Regions from separate parts of the Rattus norvegicus genome. Here region 1 is linked to region 2. Evidence: chromatin contacts called from public Hi-C data. All regions are on one chromosome and are shown on one strand. Each heading gives the region's core, a stretch centred on a gene start, on an enhancer-like site or on the middle of the called end of the contact. The rest is flanking DNA. Distances are from core to core; before and after follow the strand shown. Region 1 overlaps Clec16a (C-type lectin domain containing 16A). Region 2 holds the start of Socs1 (suppressor of cytokine signaling 1).

Region 1 (2,700 bases), core at 188-2,687, 110 kb after region 2:
GAATTGAACAAGAAAGGGAACTTTGTTCATTCATTTATTTTACTTAGCCATTTGGTAGACTTGTCTCTTAGCTGAATTGGGGACACAGACATGTAATCCCAACATTCAGGAGACTGAGGCAGGAGGACTGAAAGTTGGAGGCCACCCTGGACTACCTAGCAAGACCACGTCTCAAATATAACTAGATAAATAGGGGATAAGAAAATGGTTCAAAGTGTTTGCTGTGAGACCCTGATAACCTGAGTCCAACCTCAGGAACCTATACAGAAAGCAAGACATGGTGGCACGCTTCTGTAGCCCCAGGACACCTAGAGGGAGGTGGGAGGCAGGGGCAGGAGAGTGTGCCAGAGTCCACTGTAGTGGCAGTAAACAAGAGAGGCTATCTCAACGTGCTGGAGCTGAGAACTGGTGAGAACCGGTTTTAAATTGTTGCCCCTTGACTCTCATACTTCTCTCTCTTACATATGTAGACAAATACACGTTAGAAGCAAGTACAGCTTAGAGGTGGGGGATGCCTTTAATTTCTGCACTTAAGAGGCAGAGGCAGAGATCTCTGTGAGTTCAAAGCTAGCCTGGTTTACAGATTGAGTTCTGGGAAAGCCAGGGCTATACAGAGAACAGAGAAACCCTATTTTGAAACACCAAAAAGAAAACAAAAGATAGGGCTTAGTGAGTGGGAAAGGCACTTGCCATGCAAGTATAAACATCAGATGCTGTAGCCTATGTCTGTAATCCTGCTACTCCTACACAGAGAATCCCTGGAAGATCCCAGGCCAGCTCATCTGGTGGATGGTACCCAGTGGTGAACAACAAAAGACTTAAGGCGGGAGGAGAGCACCTTCCTCCATGGGTGTCCTCTCCAGCACACATGCAGATGCCCAGGAAGTAGAGACTAGGAAACGTCATTACAGGACCTACAGGCATTTAGGCCTTCTGGCCTTGAACTGAAGTTTTTAATTAAGACCCAGACTAGAACTCACATGTGAAAAAGAGGTTTACTTAAGGTTAAAAAAGAGAAAAAACAACTAAAAAAAAACCCAGGATTTCTCACCCATTCTACTTTCAATCAGTCAATCAATCAATCAACCAGTTGATCAATCAAATATTTACTGATTGTCTGCTATGGACCTGGCATTGGGGGTGCAGTGTTAAAATGAATTCCTGCCCTCTCGAGCCCACTGTCTGCTGGGAACAGACGGTCCACACAGCAGGGAGTGGAGTAAATCAGGGTAAACAGAACGAGACATAGCACTTGGCTTAGCCTGCTTAGATTCTTTAAAAGGCCCCTGCTAACCCCTCAAATAGACCTCTTCCAAAAGTCCTCTTCATCTGCAGAGGTAGAGCCATTCATTTCGAATGCTATGGGCATAAGGGTGTTTAACAGGCCCTGGCTCTGCGCTAAGCATCTGAAGCAGGAGTGCAGTCATCTGAACCTCCTGTAGGAGACAGCAGAGCAGTGACAGGCCCGCCCAGCCGCTCAGGCAGCTGCTGACACCCGGACCTTTCAGAAGGCACGGCTCCAGGACCCCAGCTGGAAAGTGAGTTGAGGTCAAGCTCCTCCACATATACCTAATCAAACTGTCAAACCTTGAGCCTGAAAGACTGTGTGGGTCACACTGAGACAGTAGACTCTGGAAGAGCCTGGAAAAGGACATGGGACTGTACTAAGATCAGCTGCTCACAAAGGAAGAGCTGGGTCATGTCGATTTGGCCAGGCTGCATGAATCTTACTTTTGCTAAGTTCTTGGCAGTGGAAATATCCACTAGGGAGAGAAAAGATAGGCTAAAGATAAGCAAAAAATCTGAGCACGACAGTGGGAAGGAATAATGGATTACAAGCTTGGCCTCCATGTTGGCAATGGCCCTGAGCCTCACCCCACAGCTGTCCCTGAGAGATTTTCCAGCTTGCTGCCTAGAAGCAGGCATATGGAGTTAGGATGTCACACACTTGGATATGTTAGGCGATGAAAAGAGCCAGTCAAGTAATCCCCAGTCAGTCAATCTAAGCTAGACAGTGACGGACCCCTGGGAAGGGGTACGCTTGGCAGGGGCGCAGGATCTGTTAGCTTAGCTTAGGGAAGTCCTCCCTAATTGAACCCTAGGCTACATAAGAATCAAGTCTCCAAGGTCTGGGCTTCCTGCCACAGGCTGGAGGCTTAAACAGAGTGCAGCTCTGGGCCCTTACCGGCCACCTAGCACTCAGGCACAGGGAGGAATAACTTGGCAGAAGGCCAATGCCCAGTGGACAGCTCTGCAGCTGTCACTTCACCCACTCACAATGGGTCCATCCTTGTCCTGGTGCCAGGGGCGGACACAGGGCTCACCCTTCATTGAAGTAGGAGCTGGGATCCAGCCTGATTCCCAACCATGTGTCTCTTGGTCCTGTGTTCCCAACCAGGTGTTTTCCCAGTCAAAACTTGTTTTTAGGCTTTCTGTGCAGACAGAAATGCCCAACAACTGTGCTGACTAGTCTGAAAGGTCCTAGTCTGTGTGGCTTTTTCAATTGAAACGAATTTACATTACGTTTAAAATGCACTTCCAAGGGCCAGCAAGATGGTTCAGTAGGTAAGGATGCTTGCTGCCTAGCCTGACAACCTAAGAAGGAACTGGTTCTCACAAGTTGTCATCAGAGCTACACACACACACACACACACACACACACTGCATGCATACATGCACTCATACACACTCTAGATAAAG
Region 2 (2,700 bases), core at 103-2,602:
GACAGCCCAGCCTTGCTACATCAGCGCCAACCCTCCTGCCAAGTCCCAAAGGGATACTGTACCCCAAGAGGCTTTCTTATACACTTTGCCTGGACTGGGAGCACAGGCTGGGGATGGAATTCACCAACCCCAGTACTACTAAAATAGGCTGGTACAGGGTCCTGTGTTCAGTCCCCTGCACTGCAAAAACCAAGCACGGTCATGCTTGTAATTCCAGGAAGGCAGGAAGACCTGATGCCAGCCTGGGGAAACCGAGGCGGGGAGACCAGGAGGCCTTGGCCTCAGAGCTTCAGAGTCGCGTGGCAGCAAACAGAGAAACCTGTAGAGGGCAGTGTGCGTCACTTAGCTCAGGGAAGCTGCACGCGAAACTCACCCGCCTTCATTCATAAACATCGTCAGCTAGGCACCTACTCCTGGGCTTTCAGGACAAACTGAATCACGAAACCACAGTGTCCTTAAAATAGGTCTGACCGCCTGAATCCCTGGCCAAGGTGTGTACGGGGCATGGGAGCCCTTGTGCAGAGATGCTTGCAGGAGCCTTGAGGGGCTCTGTAAGACAGAGGCTAGGAAGACAAAGTTTGGGGGCTACAGCTTCTTGTCCTGCCCGGGGCCTCAGTTTCTTCGGTTGCCCACGTAGGAGTGCAGAGAGTCCAGGCCCCTGGGGACCCAACCCAACCCCGCCCAGTTTCCGAGGAACTCGTCCGGGAGCGGGGGCGCCCCTCCCGCACCGCCTTAGGCTTCCTTTGAAGCCTCTGCGGTCAGGCCACCGCTTCCTGGGAAGCCCAAGCCAAGGCCAGGCCGAGTGGCCAACGGGAGGGGCCCGCGCGCGATTCTGGAGGAGGGCGGCGGCCCCACAGGTCTCCAGGGCTGGCTAGCCGGGCTCCTAGAGCGGAGACTGCCAAGGCCTTCGGGTCCTGGGCAGGAAGGATCCTGGCAGGGAGGAGTTGCTTGGGGGGTGGGGGGGAAAGGCTCCAGGCGCGGTGGAGCTCTGACCAGGAGAATGCACACACTCGGAGGGGAGGAGGCGTGTCAGCCCCAAGCTAGCATCCCACCCGGGGAGCAGCGATGTGGGGCGAAGGTAGCCAGAGCAAAAGAGCAGGCACCAGGTGACACGAAACAGAAGATTCCGGGTAGAGCCAGAACCCCAGAAGTCCCATTCAGGGAAGGTGCGAGGCGAGAACGAGTTAGGTGGACCCTCTCCAGGGGCAGCCAAAGAAATCTAAAGAGAACCCGAAGGACTTGCCGGAAAGAGAAACCGAAAGCGGCGGTGGGCGGGATCGGTGGGCGGGGCCTCCCTGGTTTAAGAGCTTGATGCAGGGGCGGGCAGCAGCAGAGAGAACTGCGGCCGTGGCAGCGGCACGGCTCCCGGTCCCGGAGCATGCGCGACAGCAGCCCCGGAACCCCCAGCCGCGGCGCCCCGCGTCCCGCCGCCAGGTGAGCCGAGGCAGCTGCGAAGGAGCAGGCGGGAGGGGATGGGAGGAAGGGGAGCAGAGCCTGGCAGGACTATCCTCGCAGACTGCATGGCGGGGTCGTGGATGCTATGCCTCTGGCGCCCGCCCCACCGGCTGGCCCAGGCGGCCCCTCGCGCGCGCGGGGCGCCGTCAGCCCCTCCTCTCCGGCCCTGAGCCCGGATCGTCCGCCCGGGTTCCAGTTCCCGGCGTGGCCAGTAGGCGGCAGCCGCGAGGCGGCAAGCCACCCAGCGGGGACGGCCTGGAGTCGGGCCCCTCTCCACGCCCCCTTCTCCACGCGCGCGGGGAGGCAGGGCTCCACCGCCAGTCTGGAAGGGTTCCACATACAGGAACGGCCTACTTCGCAGATGAGCCCACCGAGGCTCAGGCTCCGGGCGGATTCTGCGTGTCACCCTCGCTCCTTGGGGTCCGCTGGCCGGCCTGTGCCACCCGGACGCCCGGCTCACTGCCTCTGTCTCCCCCATCAGCGCAGCCCCGGACGCTATGGCCCACCCCTCCAGCTGGCCCCTCGAGTAGGATGGTAGCACGTAACCAGGTGGCAGCCGACAATGCGATCTCCCCGGCATCAGAGCCCCGACGGCGGCCAGAGCCATCCTCGTCCTCGTCTTCGTCCTCGCCGGCGGCCCCGGCGCGTCCCCGGCCCTGCCCGGTGGTCCCGGCCCCGGCTCCGGGCGACACTCACTTCCGCACCTTCCGCTCCCACTCTGATTACCGGCGCATCACGCGGACCAGCGCTCTCCTGGACGCCTGCGGCTTCTACTGGGGACCCCTGAGCGTGCATGGGGCGCACGAACGGCTGCGTGCCGAGCCCGTGGGCACCTTCTTGGTGCGCGACAGTCGCCAGCGGAACTGCTTCTTCGCGCTCAGCGTGAAGATGGCTTCGGGCCCCACGAGCATTCGTGTGCACTTCCAGGCCGGCCGCTTCCACCTGGACGGCAGCCGCGAGACCTTCGACTGCCTCTTCGAGCTGCTGGAGCACTACGTGGCGGCGCCGCGCCGCATGTTGGGGGCCCCACTGCGCCAGCGCCGCGTGCGGCCGCTGCAGGAGCTGTGTCGCCAGCGCATCGTGGCCGCCGTGGGTCGCGAGAACCTGGCACGCATCCCTCTTAACCCGGTACTCCGTGACTACCTGAGTTCCTTCCCCTTCCAGATCTGACCGGCTGCCGCCGTGCCCGCAGCATTAAGTGGGAGCGCCTTATTATTTCTTATTATTAATTATTATTATTTTTCT

Evidence for each region. A called contact is a pair of places that touch in the nucleus more often than the background predicts.
Region 1: a contact with region 2 is called in a Hi-C map of kidney, with 2.9 times the contacts expected there. The contact joins the enhancer-like site here to the promoter of Socs1 in region 2. A contact is called at or near these places in 12 of 12 Hi-C or Micro-C datasets (the A7r5 cell line, the Rat2 cell line, Schwann cells and 7 more) and 1 of 1 datasets of contacts at active chromatin or transcription factors (oligodendrocytes).

Annotation. Positions count from the first base shown.
Region 1 is chr10:5,499,969-5,502,668 of GRCr8, forward strand. All of the region lies in intron 18 of Clec16a (C-type lectin domain containing 16A), which reads right to left. Among named protein-coding and RNA genes, the nearest start is that of Socs1, 110 kb to the left of the region's middle. Within about 2 kb of position 1,438, at least 14 of the 93 cell types and tissues checked have an H3K27ac peak or open chromatin away from gene starts, as enhancers often do.
Region 2 is chr10:5,388,222-5,390,921 of GRCr8, forward strand. It overlaps Socs1 (suppressor of cytokine signaling 1), which reads left to right and starts at 1,353. Exons shown (of 2, transcript NM_145879.2): 1 at 1,353-1,434; 2 at 1,937-2,700. The coding sequence starts at 1,987. The coding sequence ends at 2,625.